Linked DNA regions of Mus musculus: regions 2, 3, 4 and 5 are each linked to region 1. Evidence: chromatin contacts called from public Hi-C and HiChIP or PLAC-seq data. All regions are on one chromosome and are shown on one strand. Each heading gives the region's core, a stretch centred on a gene start, on an enhancer-like site or on the middle of the called end of the contact. The rest is flanking DNA. Distances are from core to core; before and after follow the strand shown. Region 1 overlaps Ttc28 (tetratricopeptide repeat domain 28). Region 2 overlaps Ttc28 (tetratricopeptide repeat domain 28). Region 3 holds the start of Ep400 (E1A binding protein p400). Region 4 overlaps Ttc28 (tetratricopeptide repeat domain 28). Region 5 holds the start of Ulk1 (unc-51 like kinase 1).

Region 1 (2,586 bases), core at 34-2,533:
TCTCAACAAAGGAGCCATATTAGGAAATAATCTTGCAAAAAGCAAAGTACCCCCTCCCCCTTGCCCACGATCGATGCACACACGCGGCGCACAATGGCCGGCGCGCCCGCACTCGCCCACGCGGCCGCAGGTCCCCGCAGCCTCCCCGCCGCAGCCCCGGCGCCCGAGGCTCGGCCGTCGCGGGGAGCCGCTCGGCGCTCGCTCCGGGGCTGCCCGCCCCCCAGCGGGGCCCAGGGGAAGCGGCTGCCAGCGGCCGGGACGCCGGTCCCCGCGGGGCAGGGGGCGCTCCGACGCCCACCTGCGGGCCTAAGCGGGGCGGGCGCGCCGCGGCTCCGGGCCAGCACGCGGGGCTGAGTCTCAGCTGTCACCCCGCCGGGCCGCGCGCGCCCGGAGGCGAGAACTTGGCGGGCGATGGGCGCACGGACCCGGATGGCCCCGGGGTCCCGCGGGGCCCCCTCCCCATCAGCCCCACCGCCGCCGTCGCCGCACTCACCTTCTTCCGGGGCTGCCATTTCATCATATTTGTACAGCCGACCCGGGACACATCAAGAGGTGGGCTGGGGGCTGGGGGCAGACGCAGGGCGGCGGCGACTGCAAGTCATGCTGCCTCCTTGCACCCCCTCGTTCTTTCCCCGATAGGACAGACAGTCTTCGTCTTCGGTTCAGCGCGAAGTGCCGCGGCCACCACACTCTCCCACGGGGCTAGGACGTCCCGGCGGCCAGAGGCGCGCCCGGGCCGGAGCGGGGCATGTTCCCCGACCCGCGCCTGCGAAAAGGCTCCAGGCAGGAGCTCTGGGATGGGCCGCAGACCCCTCAGAGCAGAGACCCACGGCAGAAGCTGCCACAGAAACCCGGCCGGGCTCCTGCCATCCAAGCCCCTCTTGGCGAATTCTCCTCTTCTCCAAAAAAGAAAAAGATTAGACAAGCAATCAAACCCTCACACGCAGCCTGGAGCAATTCCCAAAATTCTGGGTGTATTTCTCGTTTGTAAAAATTTAGCAAAGAAAATTCCAAAGATCTGTAATCAGAGCTTCTTTGCGCAGTTTTCTGCTTCTTAGACAACTTGGGATCGGATCTGCCCTTCCGAAATGTCCACCTTCCCTGAACCTAGTAAATAGGAAAACTTGGTTTGTGTGTTTAGATTTTTTTTTTCTTAATTCCCAAGAACCTAAGTGGGGAAAGGCTGGAAGGAAATCCTGCAAGAACCTAACTCCACAGCTCGGTCTGCACTAATGACTTCCTTCCCTTCAGTGCGAGCACAGCCAGCCCAGCTCCAGCCACCACAGCAAAGAGTTTCTGGGTCTTAGTGCCACGACATTTACACAGCAGAAAAGTGAAGCTACAGTTCCATATGCGTCCACAGGCCGGCTCCGAAACCTCTCAAGAATTCTTATATTTGTATGAGCTACTTGGAGAAGTAAAAGGGGCAAGAGTCCAAATCAAACTTCCACAGAGGGGCTGGAGAGATGGCCGCCGCGTGGCTAACTGTACTGAGGACCTATTCCCAGAGGACAAGCCATTGCCTGGGATTCGACCTCCACTGACTCCTGCATATGACTGTGAGACTCAAACAAGCAAAACACAACATAAATAAAATAAATTTTAAAATTAATCTTTTTTGAAAGCCCTAAAAATTCTGATTTAAAGAAGAGATTTGAGATCTCGATCAAAAAAAAGTTAATCAGAAACTTTATCATAAATAAACTTATATATACATTTTATTTGCTTCTCTAAATTAAACCGCTTTTTAACAAAGTTTTACTATATAAGTAAGGTGGGTCTTGAACTTGTGAAATCAAGCCATCCTTCCATTTCAGCCTCCTGAGTAGCTGAGCAGGAACTACAAGCACAGACCACCATGCTTGAGTAGCACTGATTGTATTACTATAAAATATTGCAGCCGGGCAGTGGTGTACACGCCTTTAATCCTAGCACTTGGGAGGCAGAAGCAGGCAGATCTTGGAGTTCAAGGCCAGCCGGGGCTACAAAGAGAAGCCCAGCCTGGAAAAACCAGATAGATGGATAGACTGGACAGATGACTGATAGATAGATAGATAGATAGATAGATAGATAGATAGATAGATAGATAGATAGATAGATAGATAGGCAGATATAGATGGCCTGAGTTTTATTCCTCTTTTGTGCAAAAATTCCATCTTATGGATGCTGACTAATTCATGAATACAAGATAGTATATAATACTATTATCATGTATTATCCAACACACCTGTTGACTGCCATTCCCCCTTAAGGTTATTTTGGTAGATGCTAATACAATTGGCATTAGAAATTACTATTCTACTAAGGGGTGCCCACACTGTTAACTGCATTCAACATTCTTCATCAACTATCAGAACTACTTATGCAGGGAATCTGATGCAGCAGGGCTGTGACTAAAACACCCCAAATAGCCAACCTCCAGTGACTCTCACTCACTCCACCTTCCATGGGAGGCTGCTTGCTCAACTGAAACACACAGACAGCACTTGAGAACTGGAAGTCAGACCCACAGGACCTTACTCCAGAGCCTAAGTCATTACACACTCAACACCACAGCTACATGCCACATAACCCTGCCATGTCCTT
Region 2 (2,586 bases), core at 36-2,535, 250 kb before region 1:
AACAGGGACTCCCTATGAGAAAGGGGGAGAGGTTATACCCTCTGCCCTAACTAGAAACCGCCAAGGACAGTAAGCCCAATGACCACACATCCTGATCTTACCTCTCCACTGAAGGAGGAATGTGGTTTTATACTAACCATGGCAACAGTGCACAACATGAGAATCTGAGAAATCAAGAGATCTGCCCTGTGGGTGAGCGGGAATCTTGACAGCTCTCAGGCTACACAGGCAGGGACTCTGGGTGCATTAGACAGGCCAGCAGCCCTGAGAACTCCGCAGCTGCTGAGACAGTCATGGAGGGTGCTTTAGCTCCTGGAACAGAGCTCTGCGTACCTGGTGCTGAGCCTCCTCCAGGTTTCCACTTGCCCAAAGGGAGAGACCAAGACCATGGCGAATTTTTGCTTCATCTTCTCTTCGACCCAGTTGCTCAGCTAACCTTAAGCCTGAAAGCAGACAGAGAATCGTAAGGAGAGGTGACAGGGACCGACTGGCGATTTTGCTTTGGATGCATGTAAGGAAGGCTGTGGGACATGCCAAATCAACCCCGGGGCGAGGACGCTTCCAGTGTTACAGGAAGTGAGGAGGTGCCGCAGCAGGAGCCCAGGTCACGGCTGTTGGCAGTGGATAGGTTGGTAGGGTAGGCAGAACAGGAAAACCAATGTTCCCTGACCCGGCTGCCCTCGCAGATGCAAAACGCTTGGCTCTGCAAATGAAAAATCCTGGCTGATACACTCATATCCCCAGATCTCTGCCTGGGAAAAGCTTTTCCTGACAGCCAGCTACAGAGGCTAAGACCACATGCCTTTCTGTCTCCCCCGACACTGTCCAGGCAGTGCTGATGAGAGGCTCGTGAGTGTCTCTTGAAAGCAGAACGGTGCACAGCTGGACCCTGCTCCTGTGACTGAAGCCGCCGACACGCTCTGGGTCCCATCTGTGATGTGCCTCAGCGGGGTTGCAAAGCAAGTGCTACTGTGGGCTGGAAGGCTGAGTGGCTGCCCTCATTTCCATGGTCTCCACAGAGGCACCTGCAGTGGGTCACTCACTCACAGCAAGCTTTGGGTTTTCAGGACACCAGCCGCCTCTAGGGCTTTGTGCGGCTAAGTCTAACAGCCACAGTTCATCATATCGGTCACTACATTGGTCTCTGACACTCTGCCTGCATTCCAGGGTTCTCTGCACATGAGCCACTGCATGGCTCCCAGAATTCCACTGTATACATAAGCCAGGGTTCCTCTCTCATCTAAGTCAGGGCAGGAAGCCAGCGCCAAGCACTATGGGCTGGTGTGATTCCTGTTTTTTTTAAAGGCCCTGAGTCAGCTGAATGGCTGCTGTGAGTCACCGCTCAGGGGTCTGCCTCCTAATTTATGATGCATTTCAAAACACACGGCTCAAAGAGTTCAGAAATAGCATTCTGAGTCTAAATCATGCCAGTGGGCAACAGAAGAGTTTGTAAATAATTCACATGAGAGACAAGGGTTCTCGGGAGAACCAGGGTGGCTCTGGGTGTGACGACTTTCAAAGCGCCCACTGCACTGACCCTTAGTGCAGAAGTCTGGCAAGTCCTTGGTCTGAGTCAGAAGAATGGTTCTTTGGGCAAACCCCTTGGAAGACAAATTCTGAGAGAGAGGGACCTTGCTTGGTTCCAAGTGTATCCCTAGCAAGAAGGGTGTCCACAGACCACAGGGAAGACGTACTCGAACTGCCTTCGGGGAGCCTGCACATTCCACTCTGCATGGCCAGCTCTCCTGCACTGCAGTAGAGCCTCAGGGAGTTGCCGGATGGAGCCTACTTCCTTTGCTGGTTTCCAGAGTGAGAAGGGCTGGGTGGAAAGCCCTGGAGTTAACCCGTGTCAAGCCACACCATCTGGGAGTTGTTTAGACTCAGACCCACACAGCATTCCATTGCACAGGGCAGACAGGGCAAAGCTGGGGTGACTCCCAGCTGAACTGGCCCTCTGCTGCAGGTCTGCAGGACCTCCTGCCCGGCTTGTGGAGAACGCCATCCTGCACCTTACAGTGTCCCGAGCCTGCTCGGAGTGCACTAGAGACCCACAAACCCTGTCTGCCACTATGGGGAGTTTTCAAATACCAGTTTTTATAGTTCTCTGAGACTTGTCACAAGAGACAACACAAACAACGTGCAGAGTTTTCCACTGATACAGACTTCTGTGACAGTTGACCCAACACAGCCAGCTGCTGCCGGGAAATGGCATTTCAGAAGGGGATTAGTAGTAAGGTCCCTGCTGCAAACCCTCAATTCTGGGTCTCACACATTCAGACAAAAGCCATTGCTAGGCACTGGGGCCGTTAAAATACTAGAATGTCAGCAAAGCTAGGGGCCCACGGGAGCCATAGAGGTGGGACAGTGACTGCAGCTTCAGAGCTTCCCCACTGCAGGCCTGTGCTGAGCCACGGCCAGCCTGGAAGTATTGTTCACTCAGCCTCCTGCTTCCCACCCTGGGGACGTCCCCTGAGGGACAGGAGGGTATAGCTGCCCCAACCCTGCAGTTTCTGTGAGGTCAGAAACAACTCCAGACAGGGGCTGAGCCCACTCTGCAATGAACTAACTTAAGGGTCGGGGTCAAAC
Region 3 (2,586 bases), core at 43-2,542, 210 kb after region 1:
ATTTCACCAACCCCTATCTTGAGCTTTTAAAAAGATCCTTTATTTTAGAGTTTCATGCATGTATGTTTTGGTCATATCCACCTTCTCTTCATTTCCCCTTATTCCCTACAACTTCCACTGGCTCCTTCCTAACACATTTCCCTCCTGTTTTTTATTTTGAGATGGGGTCTCATGTATTCCAGGACAGCCTCAAACATGATGAATGGATGAAGCCAGCATGAACCCCAGATCTTGCTGCTTCAGCCTCAAGTTCTGGGATTATAGCAGTGGTTCTCAAACATTCTGATGCTGTGACTCTTTAATACAGCTCCTTATGTTGTGGTGACCCCCAACCATATTTCATTGGTACTTCATAACTGTAATTTTGCTACTGCTATAAGTTGTAATGGAAATAAATATCTGACATGCCGGATATCTTATATGTGACCCATAGGCTGAGATCCACTGAATTACAAGCTTGTGCCACGAAGCTCAGTTAATTTCTTCCTTTTTTTTATAGTGTTTTTAAAATTATAATCTTTTGTTGGGCAGTGGTGGTGCATGCCTTTATTTAATCCCAGCATTTGGGAGGCAGAGGCAGGTGGATTTCTGAGTTTGAGGCCAGCCTGGTCTGCAGAGTGAGTTCCAGGACAGCTAGGGCTGCACCGAGAAACCCTGTCTCAAAACAAAACAAAACAACAAAACAAAACAACAACAACAAAAAATATATATATAAAATCTTTTTCAAACTCGTACTACAATCTTACCTCCTCTTGGGTCGTGGTTTCTTTTGCATTTCTGTGATGTCTAATGATGCTGGATGTATTTTCAGACTTCTGCTCACTGCGCCTCAGGCGCCTTTTTGTTCATAGGGCTAGTCCCCTATTTCCCACGGAGGCGGAGCACACCCAGAGGATGCGATCAGGTCCGCTCGAGCTTTCCTAAACAGCCTCCCCCGCTGGAGCGAGTCGCCAGGTGGCGTAACTGAGTGAAACTCGGGGTCCGCCCCCAACTGACGAGGCCACGCCCCTTCCCGAGTCTACCGGAACTTCCCCGAGGCCTGAGGCTCCGCCTTGTACCCATGAGGCCACGCCCCAGCCCGCGTGCACCGCCTCAGCCCCCCCAGCCCTTCCCTGCGCGTGCGCCGACTCCCCTCGTCCTGTCCGAAGCGGTCCCGCCTCGTACGGATGAGGCCTTTCGGAGGCGGCCCTGAGGTGGCTCTCCGCTCTCCAAACTCCGCCCAACGCACCTCCTGCATACAGCTCCGCCCCTAACCGCCTGCTTAAGAAGCCGCTTCGGTCCTGCCTCCGCCGTCAGCAGCGCCTCAGCTTCAGGCGACCCCGCGCGGCTGCGAGCGGCCCTACAGGATAGGTACCGTTAGTCCCTCGCCGCGCGCCGTAGCACCGGCGCTGCTACTTCCTGTGCCCGTGGACCCGGATGTGCCGAGCGGCTGCGGCGCGCTCGAGCCTCCCGGCTGTCCTGACGCGGCGGAGCGCGGCTTTTGCTCGCGGTGCAAGCGAACGGGATAGCGTCAGCGGGTGAGAGGCGGGACGGTGGGTGGTAGGCGGCAACGGCGGCGTGCCGAGCGGTTGTGTTTAGCGGTGCTGCTGCTGCTGGCGTCGCGGCGGGCCCAGGCCGCGGCGGCGCTTTGTCGTGGGCGGGCGGGGCCGAGGGGCCGGGCGGCGCTGAGAGGGGACCGGTCGGTGGCTCGGCGCGTGGTCCGGCCTCAGCAAGGCCCTTCTCTGGTCAGCGCTCTCGAGTGCGCCGTTCTTTCTGGGCAGGCGCGCGGCCGTTTCCGAGCGCTCGGGAAGGCGGGGCTCTTAACGCCCGCGGCACCGTTGGTCCGCGGCGCGCGGGGCTTCCTTTCGCGACGTAGAGCCTTGAGCGGAGACAGAGCGGGAAGGACGCCGGGGATCTGGCAGAGCTCCCCGGGCCGGGGCTCGGAGGTGTACCATCAGCCGCCGAGCCGCTGTCTCCGCAGGTCTGTCCCTAGGTCCAGTATCCTGGAGCACCGCGACTTGGAATTGGGGGTTGCGCTCATCCCTGGCACTTGTCACTTGTGCTCTCGATTATACGTGTGGCAAAAACGGTCCTTGTTTTGTTTCGGTTTTGGTTTTGTTTCGCTTTTCCATTTTAAGTCAGGGTCTTACCCTGGAGCCTTGGCTGGCCTTTTAACTCGCCATTTAGACCAGGCTGGCCTTGAGCTCACGAAGATCCGCGATTCTTGTACCTGGGTGTGTGTGTGTGTGTGTGTGTGTGTGTGTGTGTGTGAGAGAGAGAGAGAGAGAAAATGAATGAATGAATATGAATTATACAATTTGGATGGCCACAAGGCAAACCACATGTTAACTTTAAATCTTCTTTTTACGTATTTAGGTTTTCTGAGACAAAAAGTCTCATGGAAGTCCGAATCAGCCTGGACTAGACTCATTAAGTAGTCCAAGCTGGTCTGTAATTCTTAGCAATCCAGATGCCTCCACCTTGATACTGGGTTTGCAGGTGTGAGACATCATGCCTGGCTGTTTTTATTTACTTGCCATTGAGAGGAATCTTTGTGTCCCAGGCTGGCCTCAGATCCTGGCCTCAGGTTATCTTCCTACCTCAGTC
Region 4 (2,586 bases), core at 36-2,535, 180 kb before region 1:
CATTTTCCTCCCCACTGCTACCTGTTGTGTGAGAGTTTTTAAATTGTCTTTTACTTTTTTTTAACTGACAGGGAAAATAAATCTGATCCAGACTCCTAACAAGTCGGGTGAGGACGCTCTTGGGAGAAAACCCTAAGCTCGTGGCAGAGAGGACAGAGAGGTTTATGCAGCCCATGCAGCTGCCTGGGTCACACTGAGACCTTCACAGGTGGGCCGCCCTGGCTTCTGGGCCAATATCAATAAATGTTTTTTTTTTTTTTTAACAATGCAAATGGCCTCTTTTATGAAGAAACTGACCTTGGAGCTTCCCTGGAAGGCTGGGGGTGGGGGGCTCAGAGCACACTGATGCTCTGCACAGTCCTGGACTCAGTAGATTTGAGCTCTATCCCAGGGGACCACTGGCCATGGGCTCCCGAGCATGCAGCTGGGCTGCTTTTAGCCTGGGACTATTTGGTTAACCAGTGATGGGAAAAGCACCAGACACAGAGAGCTACTGTAGAGAAGATCAGAGGAGCAGGCAACAAGTTGCAAACACTCAGAAGATGTTTACAGAATAATTTTTAGTCCTCTTCCTTGATGTAAGAGGGAGCTTATTCCATCCCACAGCTATCCTGAGGTCAGGGGAGGTAGGCAGCTCAGAGGACTGATTGTGAACTGGGACCCCCGACCCCCATCTGGGGCTCGAGTAAGAGATCGAGCCACACGGAAACGGGGGGGAGGGGTTAAAAAATGTTCTATGTGTATTCCGTCAGTAACCATGCCAACCGTCTCTGTCTACAGGAAGTGGGGGTGCCTCCTGAAGCTCCCCCATCACCACACTACAGACGCTCCCCCCACCTCCCCTAGGAAACCTGATTTTCATTTTCCCTTTGTTCTCTCCTGCGCACAGAGCTGCACTCGACATAATCTTTGTGATTTCAGACTTTCCCTACTCCAGCTGCTGTGACACATCTGGTGTCCTTTATCTGGGACACCTGCTTCAGGAGTTTGACAATCAAGGTGCTGACTCAGTTCTTTTCGGGGAACTAAAACTTTCTCGTTTCCTTAGGAGTGTTAGGCGTGAGGGACGAAATGTTTAGTAAAGCACAGTCACACATCTCGTTACCAGATGCCAGGCACTTATGCAGAGCAGGAGCTCAGACTGCAGTGTCTTGTTCAGCCCCGCCGAGACACTGTGTTAGTTATCTATTGCTGCGTAACAACACGTCCACAGACAGAGCCACTTAAAACAGCACGCATTCGTTGCTCTGTCTGGTGAGTCAGGAGTCCAGGCACAGCCTCGCTGGCTCCTGTGGGATGCCAGAGGCATTGTGAAGGCGGCATGAGCTCTCATTTGGAGACTGTGCCCAGGGGAAACCTGCTCCCCAGTCTGGGTAACACTCAGCCCCTTGTGATTATAAATCTCAGAGCTTCAGTATTTTGATGGCCATCAACGGAGACTTCCCTTGGCAACAGACATCCTGTCATCTGGAGATCCTACACATGGACACTGTAGCTACTGTTCCTTTGTATCCAACAGGGAGAGGGAGATTCCAGCAGGGCAGATGCTACAATGGTACACTAACCACACACACACACACACACACACACACCCCAAAAGTGCCAGCATATGCATGATTTGTTTGTGTGTGCATACTAACCTGTGTGTGTGCATGCATATAAGCCTGTGCATGTGTGTATATACAAGCCTGTGTGTGTGTGTATACAAGCCTGTGTGTGCATGTGTATACAATCCTGTGTGTGTGTATATGTGTGTATCTGTGTGTGTGCATGTGTGTGTGTGCACGTGTATACAAGCCTGACTGTGCATGTGCAGACGCCAGGAGGATATTGACTGAGGTCCTGCTTGATTGATCTCTGCTTCTCTCCCTTGAGTCAGGGTCTCTCAATCAGTCCGCAGCTAGGGTGGTGGCCAGCCAGCCCCAGAGACCTTCCTGTCCCCACTCCCAGCATGGGGGTTACAGGTATGTGGCCACACCCTGCTTTTTACAGGGATACTTGCATCTGAACTCAGCAATCATTCTTTACCCATGGGGTCATCTCTTTAGCACAATTTTGGCATGGCCTGTTGGGAAACTCCAAGGTCCTGCTCACCCCAGGAGAGGAGGGGTCAGACTAAAGCACTGTAATGGTTGATCTCCACTGAGGAGCTGGTGTGGGTGAGAGGCACTGAGGAGGTTGTTAGTGCTCACCTTTGATGTGTGAGAGGATTAAGTGCGGCCCTCTTCATGGGCAGCACCTTCCCACAGGTTGGGTGCTGAGATGGAGTGTAAGGGGGAGAAGGAGGAAACCTGCCAGGAGGACACCGTGCCTGCCGTGGCTGGAGCTGCTTAGAGCTGATGTAACCTCCCCACCATGATGGAGTGAACCCATGAGCCAAGATAAGTCGTCTTCCCTTAATGAGACTTTCTTGGGCATCTGTCACCACCACAGCAGTCGTCTGCCTGACACAGGTGCAGACAGCAGAACTAGGCAAGGGAACTCTGCCATCTTCTCAGGAGCGTGGCTGGCATAGCTATGCTCGGGCAGGCAGCACAGTAAGACGTAAGTCTGTGAAGCCGAGGAGAGCCAAGGTTTAATGCAGCT
Region 5 (2,586 bases), core at 41-2,540, 170 kb after region 1:
CCCCAAATGACAATGTTTGTATACATCAAGTGCTCCAACATGCCCATGCAGTTCCCATGTGACCAGACAGGCAAGAAAAACACCTGAGGCAAACCAAATGCCCATGCTATAAATAATCCCAGCATTTGCAGGAGAATCAGCAGCTCACGGCTATTCTATGTGATGAGCTCTGGGATAGCCTGGACTACAGGAAACCCTGCCTCAAACTTCCCCTCTAACAACAAAAGTTAAGTAAAATAATAAATGAAGGAAAACTGATGCCTTCGGTGAGATGGCTCCAAGGATAAAAGACCTTGTTGCCAAGTTTGACAACCTGAATTTAATGTTAAGAGTCACAAAGTAGACAGAAACATCTTTTACATTTTCCTCTGACCTTCACATGACCATGTTCTCAAGTCTCCGTCCCCACATACAGAATAAGCAAATGTAATAAAAGAGAGAAAATGGATGTGGTGGCACCTGCCTTTAATTCCAATACTCAGGAGGAAGAGGCTGAGGGATATCTGTGAGTTTGAGGTCAGCACGATCTACAAAGAGACAAAGCAAGTTCGAGACCAGTCGGGCCTACAATGTGAGAAGACTCAGTTAAAAAACTTTCAATCCCCAGTTCTCAGGAGGCAGAGGCAGGCAGATCTCTGAGTCTGAAGCCAGCCAGTTCTACTGAGTGAGTTCCAGGACAGGCAGGGATACACAAAGAAATCCTATCTCGACTTCTCCAAAAGAAAGCACAAACAAAACAAAACAAAACAAAACAAGTGGTAGGAAGTACGTAGGGCAGAGCTGGAGAGATGGCTCAGCTATTAAGAGCATCTACTGCTCTCCTGGTTTGGTTACCAGTTTCCACATGGCAGCTCATTACTGCCTGAAACTCCAATTCCAGGACCCGACACATACATGTTTAATATGAATGTTTCACGTGTTTATATACACATACACGGTGCATATAAACTCCTGTAGGCACACACATATACATATGAATAAAATAAGTAAATAAAAAAATGCCTAGGGCAGAGCGAGGAGCCACAACCAGAGATAGTTCTGACATTGACATGCCCAGTCTGCTCCGGCCCCGCCCATATCCTGCCTCCTCTCTCAAGTCCCGCCCAGTATAGGGCTGGGCCCATCGAGGCACCACCCAAACTAAGCCCCGCCCCGCCTTACCACCCACGAGGTGTCCTTCATTTCGGACCCGCCCATTGCCAGCTCCGCCGCCTAAGAGGTCTTGAGCTCCGCAGGCCCCGCCCATCGTCCCGCCTCCACGCAGTGCGGCTGCGCCGGCACCTCGGGCTCCGAGGCCCGGGTGCCGCGGATCTTTTGTTTCCCTGCGGGGCTCCGAGCCGCATCGTCAGTCAGGCCCGGACTTGGAGCTGGAGTGTGTCAGAGCTGAGTCCCGAGTCGGACCGGGTCCCGACTGTCAGCGCCGGGAGGGTACCGAGGAGGACGCCGAGGGAGCGCGCCCCTCCGTCCGCCGGCCTGTGGGACTGGGACCCGGCTCAGGCCTGCCCGATGGGGCACGGGGCCCTGGCGATGAGCCCGCGCCTCCGTCCCCGCGTACGCGGCCCGCCGGCCTCCGCCTGAGCCCAGCGCACCCCGTAGCGCCGCCCCGGGGCCCGAGCCCGGGCTCGCGCCCCCGGCCCGCGCGCGCTATGGAGCCGGGCCGCGGCGGCGTCGAGACCGTGGGCAAGTTCGAGTTCTCTCGCAAGGACCTGATTGGACACGGCGCCTTCGCGGTGGTCTTCAAGGGTCGACACCGCGAGGTGGGTGAGGCTCCCGCGGAGGCCTCGCAATCCCGGACTCCCAGCCCAAGGGACACCTTACCTCCGGTAATCCGTAGAGGGACCCAATTAAGGACCCCCCAGCCCGGGAAACCCACCTGCTACTCTAGCTCCAGAAAACTGGAGACGCCAGCCAGCACAGGATTCCCTACCTAGCCCCGAAGTCAGACCAGTTCTGAGAACCTAACCTGGGACTCCATCCTGGGACTTAAATTCCAGGCCGGCTGACAGACACTCACTATCTGTCTGCCTCTGGCAGCCTCCCATTCCAAGACCCTTGGGACAGCCACCCTAAGCCATCTCTGTGTTCCCTGCTTGGTGGGGAGCAGGAGGGGGGGTTGTTTTCAACCCTGAAGGTTCACGTTTGGCTTTTCAGAAGCACGACCTGGAGGTGGCCGTCAAATGCATTAACAAGAAGAACCTTGCCAAGTCCCAAACACTGCTGGGAAAGGAAATCAAAATCCTGAAGGTGAGCCAGCGCCTCGGGGGAGGGGGAGAGGGTGGGTCAGCTCTTTTCTTGCTCATGAGAAACTTGGATTTGTGTCCTAGGAACTAAAGCACGAAAACATCGTGGCGCTGTATGACTTCCAGGTAAGGCTCAGCGTTGGGCTTGGGGGAGGGGTAAATCTATTCTTGCCCTTGTCCCATCCACTGTTGCTTCAGGACCTAGGTTGCCTGGGGCTGGAGCCCCCCTGAGGGCAGATGATGGCTTTAGATTAGTATTTGGTTTAGGTGAAAGGAGCTGGGTTCTGAATGCCTTGTCTCACGCTTGTCCTACTGTGAGGCCACTTAGGGCCAGGGAGACCTCATC

The links. Hi-C and Micro-C count contacts between places; a contact is called where the count stands out from the background. HiChIP or PLAC-seq counts read pairs in DNA pulled down with a chosen protein or histone mark.
Region 2: a contact with region 1 is called in an H3K4me3 HiChIP or PLAC-seq map of craniofacial prominence, with 5 times the contacts expected there. The contact joins two enhancer-like sites. A contact is called at or near these places in 22 of 484 Hi-C or Micro-C datasets (B cells, CD8 T cells, Th1 cells and 16 more), 23 of 115 datasets of contacts at active chromatin or transcription factors (VIP interneurons, a beta-TC-6 cell line, craniofacial prominence and 15 more) and 3 of 9 other capture datasets (adipose tissue, embryonic stem cells and liver).
Region 3: a contact with region 1 is called in a Hi-C map of CD8 T cells, with 3 times the contacts expected there. The contact joins the promoter of Ep400 here to the enhancer-like site in region 1. A contact is called at or near these places in 5 of 484 Hi-C or Micro-C datasets (CD4 T cells, CD8 T cells, embryonic stem cells and 1 more) and 3 of 115 datasets of contacts at active chromatin or transcription factors (memory CD8 T cells, microglia and pancreatic cancer cells).
Region 4: an H3K27ac HiChIP or PLAC-seq map of regulatory T cell precursor shows a contact between it and region 1, with 6 times the contacts expected there. The contact joins two enhancer-like sites. A contact is called at or near these places in 1 of 15 datasets of contacts at CTCF or cohesin (stem cell-derived epiblast-like cells), 16 of 484 Hi-C or Micro-C datasets (the Ba/F3 cell line, the N1E-115 cell line, the Patski cell line and 11 more), 24 of 115 datasets of contacts at active chromatin or transcription factors (SST interneurons, bone marrow-derived macrophages, craniofacial prominence and 17 more) and 1 of 9 other capture datasets (embryonic stem cells).
Region 5: a Hi-C map of regulatory T cells shows a contact between it and region 1, with 8 times the contacts expected there. The contact joins the promoter of Ulk1 here to the enhancer-like site in region 1. A contact is called at or near these places in 3 of 39 promoter capture datasets (hippocampal neurons, maxillary cranial neural crest and second pharyngeal arch cranial neural crest), 1 of 484 Hi-C or Micro-C datasets (regulatory T cells), 1 of 115 datasets of contacts at active chromatin or transcription factors (embryonic limb bud) and 2 of 9 other capture datasets (adipose tissue and pancreatic islet).

What each region holds. Positions count from the first base shown.
Region 1 is chr5:110,977,313-110,979,898 of GRCm38.p6, reverse strand. The region is part of intron 2 of Ttc28 (tetratricopeptide repeat domain 28); the gene reads right to left. Among named protein-coding and RNA genes, the nearest start is that of Mir701, 26 kb to the left of the region's middle. Within about 2 kb of position 1,283, at least 250 of the 459 cell types and tissues checked have an H3K27ac peak or open chromatin away from gene starts, as enhancers often do. A contact at or near this core is called in CD8 T cells, VIP interneurons, adipose tissue and 17 more, where this site is marked.
Region 2 is chr5:111,227,205-111,229,790 of GRCm38.p6, reverse strand. It overlaps Ttc28 (tetratricopeptide repeat domain 28), which reads right to left. Exons shown (of 23, transcript NM_001267622.1): 9 at 334-443. Among named protein-coding and RNA genes, the nearest start is that of Gm35628, 6.3 kb to the left of the region's middle. Within about 2 kb of position 1,285, at least 123 of the 459 cell types and tissues checked have an H3K27ac peak or open chromatin away from gene starts, as enhancers often do. A contact at or near this core is called in VIP interneurons, adipose tissue, bone marrow-derived macrophages and 7 more, where this site is marked.
Region 3 is chr5:110,769,423-110,772,008 of GRCm38.p6, reverse strand. Ep400 (E1A binding protein p400) reads left to right here and starts at 1,292. Exons shown (of 52, transcript NM_029337.2): 1 at 1,292-1,517. It overlaps Gm15559 (predicted gene 15559), which reads right to left and starts at 1,060. Exons shown (of 2, transcript NR_152254.1): 1 at 747-1,060.
Region 4 is chr5:111,158,365-111,160,950 of GRCm38.p6, reverse strand. The region is part of intron 5 of Ttc28 (tetratricopeptide repeat domain 28); the gene reads right to left. Among named protein-coding and RNA genes, the nearest start is that of Gm35628, 75 kb to the left of the region's middle. Within about 2 kb of position 1,285, at least 65 of the 459 cell types and tissues checked have an H3K27ac peak or open chromatin away from gene starts, as enhancers often do. A contact at or near this core is called in cerebral cortex, memory CD8 T cells, regulatory T cells and 3 more, where this site is marked.
Region 5 is chr5:110,808,785-110,811,370 of GRCm38.p6, reverse strand. It overlaps Ulk1 (unc-51 like kinase 1), which reads left to right and starts at 1,290. Exons shown (of 28, transcript NM_009469.3): 1 at 1,290-1,757; 2 at 2,152-2,244; 3 at 2,325-2,366. The coding sequence starts at 1,647.